Linked DNA regions of Anser cygnoides: region 1 is linked to region 2. The links are chromatin contacts, called in public Hi-C maps. All regions are on one chromosome and are shown on one strand. Each heading gives the region's core, a stretch centred on a gene start, on an enhancer-like site or on the middle of the called end of the contact. The rest is flanking DNA. Distances are from core to core; before and after follow the strand shown.

Region 1 (7,182 bases), core at 2,147-4,646, 240 kb after region 2:
CAGAGCCAGTGCTAGATTTTCAATGGAAGCATTTTCTTAAAAACGTTTGTTTCTCCCTTTGGAGCACTATAAGACGATTAAATTTAAAACAAAAAAAAAGACATGACTTGAAGCCAGTATTTAACCATCCCTTTCCCCAGATATTTTATTGGTCTCCAATGATAATGAGCTAAGTCCTCTGTCCTTAAAGACTGCTTTCTGGGAGGGAACCAGGGACAAATGTGAATGGAGGCACTGGAGGGCTGGATGGGGACCTGGCTGTGACACAGGAGCAGGCTTTGCTGTATTCCCACCCTGATGTTGAGACTTTTTTTTTCCTTTTTCTCTCCATGGAAACAAACAATCTCTGATTCTTGTCACTCAGAGGAGACTACACAGCAAGATGGCTTGTTTACTCGCTGTTGTCTTTGGTGGATTGAAGCTGTGTGGCCTTGTCCTTGTTCCAGGAAATGCATGGACATAGCTGTCTGAAGGAAAACCCTCATGATTGTATAGTTTTCAGTGCTGAGTGGCATTTAGCCACCTCGTTTTTATTGTTAGCAGATCACAATGTTGCCTCACTGCTCTGTGCCACACACCACGCTGTGACTAATATCATTCAACAAAAGAAAATCCCCTCCAAAGTGACCATGTTCTCCAGCCTAATGGAGCTGGTGGAGGCTCCATTCATCCGATACAGTTTTCTCTTTGCATCTCTCCCACAAGTGGGGACAGAAGATGAGCAGAGGGGGCAGAAGCACTCTGGGAAGCTCATACACACACGCTGTAACACCTAGGGTGGTCGCTGCCGGACTCTGCACCCTCTCAGCTGCCATGAAAGTTGAGCTGGGTTTGCTCACGCTGACCAGCCTCCGGAGCTGTTCAGCATCTTTCCCCATTGAACCCTTAAAAAGAGGGGCATGCAATAACAACATCCTAACTTGTTTGTGCCATGAAAGGAGCTGGAAAGAATGCATCGAACCACATGACAAGCGAGGACATCAGGCTGCACAGAGAATAGAAAGACCTCATTTTTAATTACTTCTGAACAAAGTTGGCTCAGTAAAGTATTTCCCATTGTACTGCTGAACTTTTCTTCTCATCACACAGCAGTGAAACACAGGCTCTTGTGCTGCTGCAAGTGAACCAAAATCAAGTCTGTGTTAGGGATCACTTCATTTCCTATTAAATGCAGACTGCACATCTATCACAGGCATTTCAGACCTCTTTTTTTCCTTCAGCACCCAGGCACTTCTTTCTCATTGTAAATGTTTTTATCATGAGAGTCGTAAAAAGCAAGGATATCCCACCATTCATACAGAAGGAGACTGGGGGTTAAGTGCTTAGAAGTACATTCTCTCCATTGTTCTGGGCATGAGCGGTCACCAAAAGGCAATTACAGAGAACAGGGTTGAAGCACTGAGGCTTCTACAGTCCTAGACTAGCGCTTCAGTCACAGCAATAAAGAGGGACTGTAGGGGCCAATATCCACCTGAGATTAGGCACAAACCTTATCCATGTATATATAGCCAAGTTCATCCTAGGTGCTAGCACCAGGGCCACAAGTACAACCAGCAGAAAATGAAGAGTTATTATTTTAGTAAAAGTTCGCATCTTTAAAGCTTATTAATTCAGACTGTAAATTCTTCAGGGCACGGACTTTGTGGTTTGATTGTTGCTAAAATATCTTGCGTAGTCCTGATCTGGGCCAAAGTGAAACATAAGCAGGCTTCAGTTCCTCGAGTTTCATTATGAGATCAGAGTCTAAGGATTCACTAAAAAGCATTATATTTCAGTTTTGTGGATTCAGAGAAAAGTCAGAAGTGACTCATGTATAACTGATGTCTTCCTGACCGTGCAGAGAGCCTGAAACAATAGATCTAAGAGATGCAAACTGCCCCATTCACTTTTTCTTCAAAATCTGCTGTCTCCCCAAGTAGAATATTGGTCAGCCTGCAAGAAAAAATCCACATCATACAGCTAGAGATGCCAGAAAACCGTGTAGGCGTGTGCCTTGGGCAGTCTTGCATTACTTAATTAAACAGCAATTTAGCATCTTGCATTGAAATGTCTCTTAGCTAAAGATGAGCAACTTCCCAAGCGGCAGTAAGGGCATCGTCCTTGTCACTGCTTCTCTTGCTGGCCAAGACAGAAATCACATTGACTTCAGCATGTGCAAGGTCAAACTCCTACTGAATGTGTTAATATACAGTGCATTTCAGACAGTATGAGCTATACAGTGGTGTATCTCACAGGTTAGCTTGTAGAACAGCTTTGCTGCAAGTCATTCTGCTTTTTTTTTTTTCTTTTCAAAATGTAAATACTTAAGTTCCTACAACATCACTTCTGGTTCTCACTGTGGGAATACTATATCAATCCATAAACGCGCTAGGACTTGTTATGATTTTTCATCTCGAAAAGGGAGAGGTTACGTTCTTCAGTCATATTTGCCAACAGAAAACCCTGGTGAAAGTAAAGCACCCACCCTAAACCTGCAGGAGTATGGGGAAGCCACCCCTGATTTCTGATGACTACTGCTCTGCCTTCATATAACCTCTTACTACTAAACCCTCTGCAGAGGCTCTGAACCCTGGTGAGCCTTCTGTAGCTTCAGGTTCTATTTTCAGCAGCTGCCTGTACTAATTCGTTCCTGCATGATGTTGCTCTTGATGCAGAGATGACAAGTGAACTTGTACCCACACTAGTTACTACTGATTTGCTGAAGCTGCTGATACAGATGGGTTTGCAGTGGGCTGCCAAACTCTGACCTGGAGCAGCTGCTACCTTGAATTAAAAACAAGCTTTAATGACTTTACGATGCCAAGGCCTAGAGGACCTTGCCATTTAACAACCTGGATCAAAAAGGACTACTTAAATTGGATATTATCACAGCGTCAACATTATTCCAGTTCATTCGGAATGCTAATGAATTGTCCATTATCTTAAGCGTATAGTAATTATTTTTCTTTTCAGAGCCTAACTGCAGTTATGTATCTCTGTCTAGTTAATATCTTCCCAGCAGCGTGGTTTGGACTGTTAATTGTCTTTTGGGAAAAGTAACAGGTTATTAGGTATTGCTGTGAAATGTGACCTCACAAAGCATAAGACTGAAAAAAGTGACAGGCTGGAAGATAATTACATAGATTGGCTACACGGATATAGATCTAGCACAGCTCAGGCTATGGAACCACAAACGTAACTCCCCTGGCATAATGTAAGATTTTACTAGGAGAAGACAGAGAAAACCGGTATGAATGCCTCTTTTTCATTACCTTTGGAGGTCAGCTGACCTGGAACTATATGTTGTGGTTTCTGGCAATCAAAAAACAGAGACGACCAAGGTTAGCATAAAAAAATATATTAGGAATACCTTCAAGTATGTATTTACACATGAATACAAATAATTTATCACTTATAAATTTCTTTTGACTCATTCTGCCTCAGTGAAAGCAAAAAACCATTATTTTCCTCCCAAAAAACCCTATGAGATCAACAGCGGTTATTCTTATCTGCACTGAAACTTCAGAGATTAAAAACACAGAAATAAGGCAGAGGATGAAATTCCCACAAACCAGAGAAGGCTGGTTCAACCTGCAATATAACAGGGGAAGTTACAGACGACTGAACTTTTCCCTGGCAGAATAATGCTTTTTAACTGCTGAGGTCACCTGGGCATCATCACCAATGCAAGCAGTATTGCGAGAGTCGAAAAAAACATCACATGATCATGTTGCTTAACTCGCCATCATTTGGAAGGGGAAAGCAGTGATGTGTAATTATTTTTTGATTTTCTTTCCCCTGCTTTCTAAGCCAATGATGTAATGAGTATGTTTTAGTAGTAGCATAACCCCTGACTCCTATCCTTGAAGCACACAACTACCGAAACAAGATGCAGAGGCCCCTGAAGTGCTCATGTCTGAATTCATACTAAGTGACACTGAAAATAATTTTGAGCTGGAGGAAAAGAGAGCATTTAAGAGCACAGCCCTGCTTCTTCAGAAACCTCTCCTTTGCTGACCTTACAGAAAGTTGAAGCAATGCTTTCCTTGAGTCCCTCCTGGGCAGAGCTCATGATAACAGAATTTTTTATTTAATACTGTATGAAATGTCTGACCCTTGAGGCATAATAATGTACTTAAAATATACTTAACAGTACCCTCAGGCTAAAAAAAGTTTCCAACTTATATGTTAAAAAAAAAAAATCCATTTGGATGCTTACTTTGACTATGTGCCCAGCATCAATGGCAAAACTGCTTCTGTTTAGAAAGGATGGTTCAGCCAAAATTCAGCTTGTTTTTCAGGAATGAAGAACTGAAGAAAAAATATAATAAAAGCCATACCACATAAATCATCATTCTCCTCTACACTGTAAGTGTTCATGTGTGTGTAAAAACTTACTTTAAGCTAGTAGTTGATAGCACTTCTGCAAACAAAATTTGTCAGTGCTGCTCCCTAATGCTCATCACTGTCTGCTGCTGTGGGTGCAGGAAGACCACACTGGTGGTGACAAAGACACAGTAAGAACAGGCTTTGCCGCTATCTCCAGCAACTTTTCAAAGAACTGGACTAATCATCAACAAGTTTTGACTGTGGTTTGTCTGCTTTTCATTTCCACTACAATGATTATCTATTAATGTAATTTCCCAGAGGCAATGGAATCACACCACATTATAAGAGACAAGACAATCAGGAAAATAATTTGTTTTATAATTATCTACATCCATCAAAAAGGCACCTGAAGTGTTTTGGGGAGGAGTAGGGGAGAGAAAGTTTCCTCTCCCAGACTGAAATAAAACATACAAAGTTTACAGAGGGCTGAAATAACAAAACAAACCTGAGAAGGGTGCTACCTTCTCTTCCACCTTATGTTAATAGTTATTACTAGAACATGGGGGCTGAGCCAGTGTTTTTACAGCAGTTCTTTAAGAGCACAAATAGGCCAAGGTCCCTTCCCCCATTTTTACGAAAAATATGCTGAAAACTCACATCAGGCAAACACCGTTTCTTAGTAAACATAGCTGTAACCTTTAAGACAGATTTTCTGCAGCTGGCTTTAAAGCTCACAAGCACGAATCTGCAGGTACAATCTGTAGATGACAGAACATAACCACCTCGCTCCATGTGGCTGCGCGCAGCTACCAAAGGGTAGGTTTTTGATCCAGGCCTAACAGATGTACACTCTGAAGAGCAAATCAAACCAGGGCCAATGAAAAACAAATGCACAGAACGTGGGTACTTTGTGGACAACCATTCAGAGAAAAGGCTCCTCTGTCATCCATCTTGACAAATGCACTTTGCACGTACAACTGCAGGAATGGGGCAGGCAAGTCAGCTGTGAGATGTATGCCTCATTTGTTTCAAAAGCTGGCTTTGCCTTTGTTGTTTAGCCTGCAGAAATCAGAGCCTATACTAATAACCTTGAAAACTTAGGTCAGCTTCTTGCAAAACAATAAAAACATGCCTTTTTTTTTCCCCTCTATTCAAATTAATTTCTAACTATTGATTTCTACTTGCCCTTTGTTTCTCTGATTCTTGGCCAGCTCAACTCGCAAAGTATTACCCCCGAGGCTCAAGCCTTTCAAAGAGGATACAGCACTCTCTGCGGCTGCTTTATCCTTGTAATCGAGAAAAGCCCTGTGCTGCGCTCCCTGCCAATTCACTTTTAAAGGAGTTGCATGGAATTCCCTTAAAGCATATTTCAGCTCGCTCACTCTTACGCTGGGAGGTATGTTCCCCACATACACAGTAGTAATCGTGCCAGATCCCTCTAATCTGGGACTTAAAGAATCACTTTCAACATACTGTTGTCCCATTTGAGCCGAGCCCATTGCAGCCTGCGGTCTTGTATTTCCAGGCCTTGCCTTCTCATTTAACGCTGCTGACTTGTTGGCGTTTGCCAAGTCTGGATGTTCGTCTTGGAGGGTAACATCCTTGCCTGTCTGTTTCTCTTTGTATCGAAGACTCTTTAGGATGGGGATTTTTGCCAGCATCTCATAGCTGACCTAAAAAAGGAGGAAGACAGATACAATTATGAGATTTTTTTTCCAGAAAAAGATGACCATCAGGACCCATTTGTACCATAAAAAGAGCGGAACTTTATTATATTGCTGCCATTCGAAGTGCCAGAGCATTCAAAATGCTACTAATTGTTGGCTGGATTCTGAAGATGCTCCCTAAATACACACTGCAGGACAAAAATAAACATTAGTTACTCTTTAAGCGAGCAGTACAATGTAGATCCAGCAGGAAAATCAAAACCAAACTCAGAGCTATGTGATTTTGACATTTATTTATCAGGGCGTTTTCAGATTTGCATTCTCATTGTTATCCCTTAATATTTGCTTTGACCGAGGGCCTGTGCTCCTGCTCTGGCAGAATCTTACATGCCTACAATTCATCAGACCATCAGGCACTTTCATTCTGCAGACCTCCTTGCTTTCTTTTCCCCCCAAAACAGGATATCCCGTAGGCTGGCTCATACAATGAGGAGGGACCATGGTGTTAGCTTGCAGCTGAGGAGCGTGCCTTGTAGCGGGGCTCCTCCGAGTGTGGGCCCAGCTGGAGGCACGTTCTCTGGTTGTGGCACATCACCACAGCCCCTCTCTTGCCATCTGACCTCACACACCACCCGCAGCTACTCATCAGATCCCACACCACTCTGCTGGGTTGGATCACAGAACGGAAGAGTGTCCAAACGCTTACTTCAAAACTGTGAACTCTCTGTCCCTCCATCCAGCCCCACTTCATAAGCAGCTTTTCTGGAAGGGCTCTTCCTCTCAACAGCTGAACCCTATCCATCTCAGGCATGAGATGCCCCAGGCTGCACTCAGTGACTGGCAGGAAACGCAGTGGTTCCCTAGCTAATGTGGTCTAGCTCTTGGCTTGCAGACTGCAGTTGGAAGCAGCAGTAATTCGTACTTGGCTGCTGGACAAGCAGAACATCCATCAACACAAGATCCAATTCTTAAATTTAGGGAGCAAAACAGAGCCTGGGGAAGCGATGCCTGAGCTAGCAGAGTCCCAAGCTAGTAGCCCACACAGTGCGAGCAAGCCACTCTCGCGGGTGTTGTGCCCAAGAATATGAGCCACGACCTCGGCAGGCTGTCCTGGACCAGCACCAGCGTACCCAGGCCAGAATATGCCTGCAGGGCTCAGCTCAGAGCCCCTGAACTCCTGGTTCTACAGTTCTGTCAGGGGGAGTTT
Region 2 (7,042 bases), core at 1,529-4,028:
ATGAGCAGATGAGCAGCCAAACGTTGGCCCCCGTGGCTGGCAAAATTCGGTATCCACTTTGCCAGATGCCTGCGGGGGGTTGGGGGGGGTTCACAGCACCACGGTGAGCCCAGCCGAAGGGCTGGAGCTGGGGGGGAGCAGGACTTGCAGCCCCCCCCTTTGGCTGCTGGCTCCGCGTGGCTCGGTCCTAAGGGATGGGTGGCGTTGCCCCGAGCTGAACCCACGGGGACGGGGGAAAACTCCCACAGCAAACAGCATCGGGCTCCGTGCCGGAAAAGGAAAAGCTGCCTTTGCTTGGGTTGGATTTTCCTGCTCCAGCCCCGCCGCTGGATGAGGTCCGTCCGGCATTTCCTCGAGCTCCCCGGGGGAAATGGGGGGCTGCTGGACCTGCCCGGCCCCGCTTTCCCCTGCAGCCTGACCCCGATGTTCCCGGCTGCAGAAGAAGCCGACTGCTCACCACGTTGGGCGCTGGTGCTCTCCAGCAGCCTTTTTAATTCTGGAAGGCTGGTCGTGCCTTCCTTGCCTCGGGCCGAACCCATAATTCACATTTCCAAAACGCAGGCTCCTTGCCTGCTTTTGGCCAGGGGAGCAGCCCCACGTGGGGGCCGTGCAGGGCTGGAGCTGCTCCGCTCTGCCTCTTGCCCACCGGACCCAACGCATGGGAGGAATAAATTGTTCCTGAGCTAAATTTTTCCTGTTTTCCATGAGGGAGAGCCTCACCCTGCATCAAACCCTTTCCAGGGTCCTTTTCGCCCCGGGCCTTTATTTGCTGTGGATTTCCAGCCACCCCCCCTCTGTCCATCGACACAGAAGCTCTCTGTCCCAGCAGCCCTAAACACTGAAATCTTCCACGCCATCCTCTGTATTTTTTTTTTCCATAATTACTTTGCTTAGCTTCTAAAAAATATCTGTTCTGCGATCTGTTCTGAGAAAAAAAAAGAAAATGCATTTAAAATATTTCTGGGAATTCCCTTAATGACAAATTCTGGGCACTGGAGTGTCCGAGGGTGACAAAGTCGGGGACAACATGCCAAGCCTGTCCGAAAGGGGAGGCTGATTAAAACCGTAGGAACGGCTGCTCCTGCCTCCGTGCGTTACTGCTGGGAACAGAGGGATGGATTGACACAACCGCTGCACCTGATTTCCATTTTCTCCACGAAAACCACCAGAAAAATTAAAATTTTTAAAGACCTGCTGCTCAGCCATAGCATGCGGGCTCCTGGGAGAAGAATTCTTTTTTTTTTTTTTCCCCCCCATTTTTTCACACGGAGGATAGGGTTCGTTTGGCTGTCTGATATCCTAAAGCTGCCACGGTTCGTACGGGGGGGGGGGGGGGCTGGTGGGAAGCTGAGCAAACCTTGTAGGTATGGCCTTTAGCGCCTCAGATAGCATTTTAGGAAGCAGAAAAATGGAACCGGGGCGCAGGAAAACGAGAAGAAAGTCGGTTTCTGGTGTCAATAGGAAGTCATCGGAGATACGAGATAAGCAGAGATTAGAGGTGCAGTAGGTGCGATAACCTCCGAGCCGGCGCCGCGTGCGGCCCTTTCAGCACCCGTCCCGCGGCTCCTCATCCATCCCACGGACATCCCGGGGTCGCAGCGTTTCCCCCAAATCGCCCCGAGCTTCGGGAACCGCAGGGGACGCCCCTAGTAACTGCAACCCCCGGCGGGGTATTGCCCACGGCGGCTTCGCAGCAGCGGCTGCTGCCCGCAGAGCATCTCCTGCGCCCGGGACGTGCCGGGACCGTGAATTCCCAGGTGACCCCGGACCCAGGTGACCCCAGACCCAGGTGACCCCGGACCCAGGTGATCCCAGACCCAGGTGACCCCGGACCCAGGTGACCCCGGACCCAGGTGACCCCGGACCCAGGTGACCCCGGACCCAGGTGATCCCGGACCCCGGTGACCCTGGACACAGGTGACCCCGGACCCCGGTGACCCCGGACCCAGGTGACCCCGGACCCAGGTGACCCCGGAGGTGACCCCGGACCCAGGTGACCCCGGACCCAGGTGACCCCGGACCCAGGTGACCCCGGGCACATTTTCCCCTCCTGGCCCACGGCAGCAGCACCAGCGGTGGCCGCGGCCCCGCTGCCGGTTTTGCCAGCCCCCGTTGGTCATTGCCGTAATTCTCCCAGGGTGTCGTTGCAATTGCTTCCACGCTGCCCCTAAAGCCGGGGGGGGGGGGGGGACACACCGGGGGCCTGTGCCTTGGCCCCGTATTTTCACGCCCCCCCCGCCCACGTTCCCCATCCCTCTGTCTCCCCCCAGGGCCAATTTTTTTTTTTTTTTTTTTTCCGAGAAATGCGAGCGTGAGCTGGTAATTCCCCTCCCCCCCCCCCGAAAACCCCGAACCCTCCGCGGGCAGGCTGCGGGAGCCGCCGGGGCCTGGCGGCTGGGTGCGGGGCCCGCCGGGGCCGGGATCGCTATCGCGACAGCGATCGTGACAGCGACCGCGATCGCGATAGCGAGCGGGATCGCGGCCGGGACCGCCATCGCGGCCGAGATCGTAACCGGGATCGTGACCGCAGCCGCGACCTTGACCGGTATCGTGACCTCGCCCGCTATCGCGACAGGGATCGCGACAGCCCCGCTCCCCCTCCCGGCGCCGCCCCGCTCCGCCCCGCTGATTTCCCGGAAAGGCGCGCGCTTCACAGAAAGCTGCGCGAGCCGCGCGCGCGCCCCCACTGGGCGGCCCCTCATTGGGCGGCGGGGGGGGACGGCGGCTCCCCATTGGGCGAGAGGCGAGGCGGCGCGGCCGCCCATTGGCTGCGAGGCGCGGGGGCGGGGCGGGCGGCGGGCGCGCCCTGCGGGGCGCTATAAGGGCGCGCCAGCGCGCCGCGCCGCGGGTATCGCGGAGCGGGGCGGCGGCAGGTACGGGGCGGGGGCGTTTGTGGGGCCGTATGGGGGCTTTAACGGGCGGTTTGGGGGGCTTTAGGGGCGTGGGGGTGCGAGGGGAGGGGGGTCTTAGGGTTGCACGAGGGTGTGGGGGTTTTAGGGTTACGGGGATGTAAGGGGGTGGGGGTTTTAGGGTCGCACGGGGATGGGGGTTTTAGGGTCGTGGGGTGCAAGGGATTGGAGTTTTAGGGTTGTGGGGGTCCGCGGGGATGGGGGTTTTAGGGTTGCGTGGGGATGGGAGTTTTAGAATCGTGGGGGTGCACGGGGAAGGAAGTTTTAGGGTTTAGGGTCATGGAGGTGCATGGGGAAGGGAGTTTTAGGGTCATGGGGGTGTATGGGGATGGGAGCCTTAGGAGATAGGGCCTTTAGGGTCGTGGGGTGCAGGGGGATGGGAGCTTTAGGGTTGTGGGGAGTGCAGGGGATGGGGCTTTTAGGGTCGTGGGGTGCAGGGGGGTGGGAGTTTCAGTGTCACGGTGGTGCACGGGGAAGGGACCTTTAGGGTCACGGGGCTGCGTGGGGATGGGAGTTTTAGGGCTACAGGAGGTGCAGGAAATGGGGTTATGGGGGTTTTAGGGTGCTGGGGGGGCAGGAAATAGGGCTATGGGGTGCTGGAATGGAAGGTTTTGGGGTGCTGGACGCCAGGCCTGATGCTGAGCAGTTCTGGGCTCCTGGGCAGCGCTGCCCCTGTTGCTCCACAGCAGAACCCTCTGGGCTGGCTGGAGCAGGTGGGGTTTGGGTGGGGGCAGCGAGGTGGCGGCGGCTTGGGGCGAGGGGCTGGGGCAGCCTCGTGTGGAGGAGAGGCAGGGCCCGGCCTCTGCTGGTGCTGGGAGCGGGGTTTTTAGAAAACGGGCTGAGTTTAGAGCCCTGTGCTACCGAGCATCTCTGGGGGGGGCTGTGTGTGCCCCTCGTGTCCCCAGGGATGGGCTCCTGAGGGTGCTTTGGGGTGTGTGGCTCTGCTGTGCCCACCCCCCCCCCCCCTAAAAGCAGGGGCTGAGCTGCATGTCTGTGCCTTGTGGGGTGGCCGTGATGGAGAGGGGACGGGAGGTGGTGGCATTTGGCTGCTGTGAGCCCCTGGGGAAGCAGGGACCAGGTCCCTGTGCTGGGAACATCCAGGTCTTCTCCCCCAAGCCCTCCCGGACAGGACGGGTCCGGTGCTGGGCTGCCAGAGCTTTCTCACGGGTGCTCGGCCAGGTTTTTCTGCTAAAAATGAGCTGAGAGTAGCAAGGGTGACCTGAAGCGAGGCCACTTCACCCCCCCCTGGGTCCGTCAGTGCGGCTGCTGGTCCTGGCTTCGAGAGGATGTGGTCGCGCGGCCCCCGCTCCCTGTGGTGACCCCGGCTGCTACCTGCACCCGTGGCCGGTCCCCAGCTAGCGGGGCTCTGGGCTCGCTGTTCTCACGCTGGCTGATGCCTTCATCCTCTTTTTTTATTTTATTTTTTTTGTCCCTAGCTGTAGTGGAGGGGGCTGCCAGCCTGGCGCAATGTCCCTTGGTTAGGTGGTGGCACAGCCCAGGGCTTTAATTTCCAGCTGCGGGGTTCGGATGTGACCCATCTGCAGCCAAAGAGAAGAGTAACGGTGCCAAGCCAGCCCGCTGCTGTGCTCGGGGCTTTGCTTGGAAGCTGGAGGAAGGGTTTGTAGCAAATTGAGGAGAATTCCTCTAAAATCGCCTCTTTTCCATCACAAAAAGAGAGGTTTTAGGTACAGATGGGCACGGGGGAGCTGCTGGAAGCTGTGTCCCCTCGGGCAGCGCTGTTCCAGCTGTGTGCCATACACTGGAGCACAGCGGGGCTGCTGTTACCCAAATTGCTTTTTTCCTTTTTATTTTCCTGCTTGGAAATATCGCAGTCCCCTGGCTCTCCAGGGTAATCACCGCTCAGGTGCGGGACTGCTCGTCCTAATTAGATGCAGCAATTAAGACCTGTTTTGATAGCCCAGCTGCTGTTAGAGCAGGCAGGGGCTGTGGGGAGGCTGCGCTTGTGGTGCGGATGGACAGACAGACGTCCCCATGGGACGGACAGACCCCCCCCCCCCTTCTGACGGGTCTCCCTCCTCTCGCCCAGGATGTGCGACCGCAACGGCGGCCGGCGGCTGCGGCAGTGGCTGATCGAGCAGATCGACAGCGAGCTCTACCCGGGGCTCATCTGGGAGAACGAGGAGAAGAGCATGTTCCGCATCCCCTGGAAGCACGCCGGGAAGCAGGACTACAACCAGGAGGTGGATGCCTCCATCTTCAAGGTAGGGTCAGGCGGGTCCCCCCCCTCTTCTCCGTGGCTCCGGGCTGCTGGTTTTTGTTGCTGACCCACCTGCAGGAGGGAAACGGCCTTGGTGACCTCGTATTTCACTGCTCTGCTCCTTGCAGGAGATGCCTCAGCGCCTTTGATCTGTGTAGGATCCCCCACAGGGATCGTTTGAGGGAGGTCGTTGCTTTATTCAAATGTTAACGCTGGGTTTAGATTTGTTTCCTGCATGTTCTCGTCCGGTGTGAGAGCCCAAAGTGCTCCGTGGCCTGCCCTGAGCTTCCCAGCAGGTTCCTTCTGAAAAGACCGGATTAATTAATTTAAAAAAAAAAAGGCTGAGGGAAGGAAGGAAATCCCGGCTTTTTCCCCAAAATGTAAAGTCCCTCCTCTCTGAGAAAATTGGAAAATTCAGTCGTGAACTAGAATGAACCAAAAAGGTCAGGGTCTTCCCCAGGAATTCCCATCCTGCCCCCATTTCCGTCTGTCGCTGTATCTGTCCTGACGAGGTCTTTCGGGGCAGCACCCTCAGTGCCTAGCTCAGGAGCAGTGGGCTGTGAGGCTGGCAGGGCTGTGCTGAATTCAGCCACCTGAAAACGCATCAATATAGGTAGCTTTGTGTATATTTGTATGTTTTTATATGTAGTATTTTATAATCTCCAGTAGTAAAACGTACTCTCCCACCTCTCATGAAAGCACAACTGGCATTCTGATCTTAAAAAGAAACCAGCTGTCAGGTATTAGCCAGAAGCTGGAAAGCAAGGGTTATTTTGCTGTGAGTTTGGGTATTATTAACAATATCGCTGGTTCGGATGCAAATCCTCGCATCGGTCAGTGCAGAGGTGAAGTTGCATGTTTCAATCTTGGCTCTGAAGCTGGGCTGTAAGGGGTATAGGGCTGAATCTGGGTCCTGTAGCTTGGTGTGTGGCTGGCACAGACTGGGAGTGTGTGACAATATTTAAGTTTTTAGGATTTTTTACATCAGAGCGTGAGGTGGTCCATTTTCCACCAGCAGATGTGCCTGAGCAGGCTGCAGCCCAAAAATGCTCTCTGCGGTCCCAGCGCATTCACCTCTAGGACCAAGGGGGGTTGCAGAGCTTGCACGGAGGATTATTTTCTATTTTTGCTGTTTTTTTTTTAGGCTTGGGCTGTTTTCAAAGGAAAGTTCAAAGAAGGCGACAAAGCGGAGCCGGCCACGTGGAAGACGCGGCTGCGCTGCGCCTTGAACAAGAGCCCCGACTTCGAGGAGGTGACGGACAGGTCCCAGCTGGACATCTCCGAGCCCTACAAGGTCTATAGGATCGTCCCGGAGGAGGAGCAGAAATGTGAGTGCCCTGATGAGGGCACGGGGCCAGGCGCAGCCCTGGCTGGTGCTGACCTAAATCCGAGCGGTGCTTCCTGGGTTGGTGGCGTGGGGCTGGCCCCACAGCTCAGGGACGTGCCCTGCGTCCCCTTTTTGGGGCCGGGAGGTGGGGAAGGAGCTGCTGGGCTGGCAAGGAGCACACGTGGGTTTTCCCCTTGCTTAGGAAACGGGGAATAACTGGAGCATCGCGTGAGCTGCCAGGCTGTGACGCACTAGGGACAAACCTGAATCCTCCTGCTTTTGGGGCTGGTTGAGCCCCCAAATCCTTTGTCCTCCTGCCACAAGCCCTGGCAGGGAGCTGCAATAAATCCCTTTTCTTGGCACCGATGAGAGTAACAGCAGCTCAGCAGAGAGCAGTCGTTGCTGCGATGTCTGGTGTGGCGCATGTCGCGCTAAGTATATCTCTACTTGTGGTCAGGCATGTGTGCGCTTTTCCTTTTTTCTTGCAAGTTTTGACTTAAGAACAAAAAAATCTTGCAGGAAGCCTGCCTTTAGCATCTCCTCTCCTTTGTGTTCACACGGGGCCCGTATGCAAATGGCGCTGCAGGT

What was found. Hi-C and Micro-C count contacts between places; a contact is called where the count stands out from the background.
Region 1: a Hi-C map of liver shows a contact between it and region 2, with 3 times the contacts expected there. The contact joins the enhancer-like site here to the promoter of IRF8 in region 2. A contact is called at or near these places in 4 of 7 Hi-C or Micro-C datasets (granulosa cells and liver).

What each region holds. Positions count from the first base shown.
Region 1 is chr12:3,091,640-3,098,821 of Taihu_goose_T2T_genome, forward strand. It overlaps MTHFSD (methenyltetrahydrofolate synthetase domain containing), which reads right to left. Exons shown (of 10, transcript XM_048075141.2): 8 at 5,782-5,981; 9 at 3,252-3,291; 10 at 1-1,932. The coding sequence ends at 3,276. Among named protein-coding and RNA genes, the nearest start is that of FOXF1, 14 kb to the left of the region's middle. Within about 2 kb of position 3,397, at least 1 of the 3 cell types and tissues checked has open chromatin away from gene starts, as enhancers often do. A contact at or near this core is called in liver, where this site is marked.
Region 2 is chr12:2,850,833-2,857,874 of Taihu_goose_T2T_genome, forward strand. It overlaps IRF8 (interferon regulatory factor 8), which reads left to right and starts at 2,779. Exons shown (of 9, transcript XM_067004664.1): 1 at 2,779-2,873; 2 at 4,957-5,131; 3 at 6,272-6,455. The coding sequence starts at 4,958. LOC106049255 (dual specificity protein phosphatase 22-A-like) reads left to right here. Exons shown (of 10, transcript XM_067004661.1): 9 at 1-49; 10 at 895-1,077. The coding sequence ends at 4.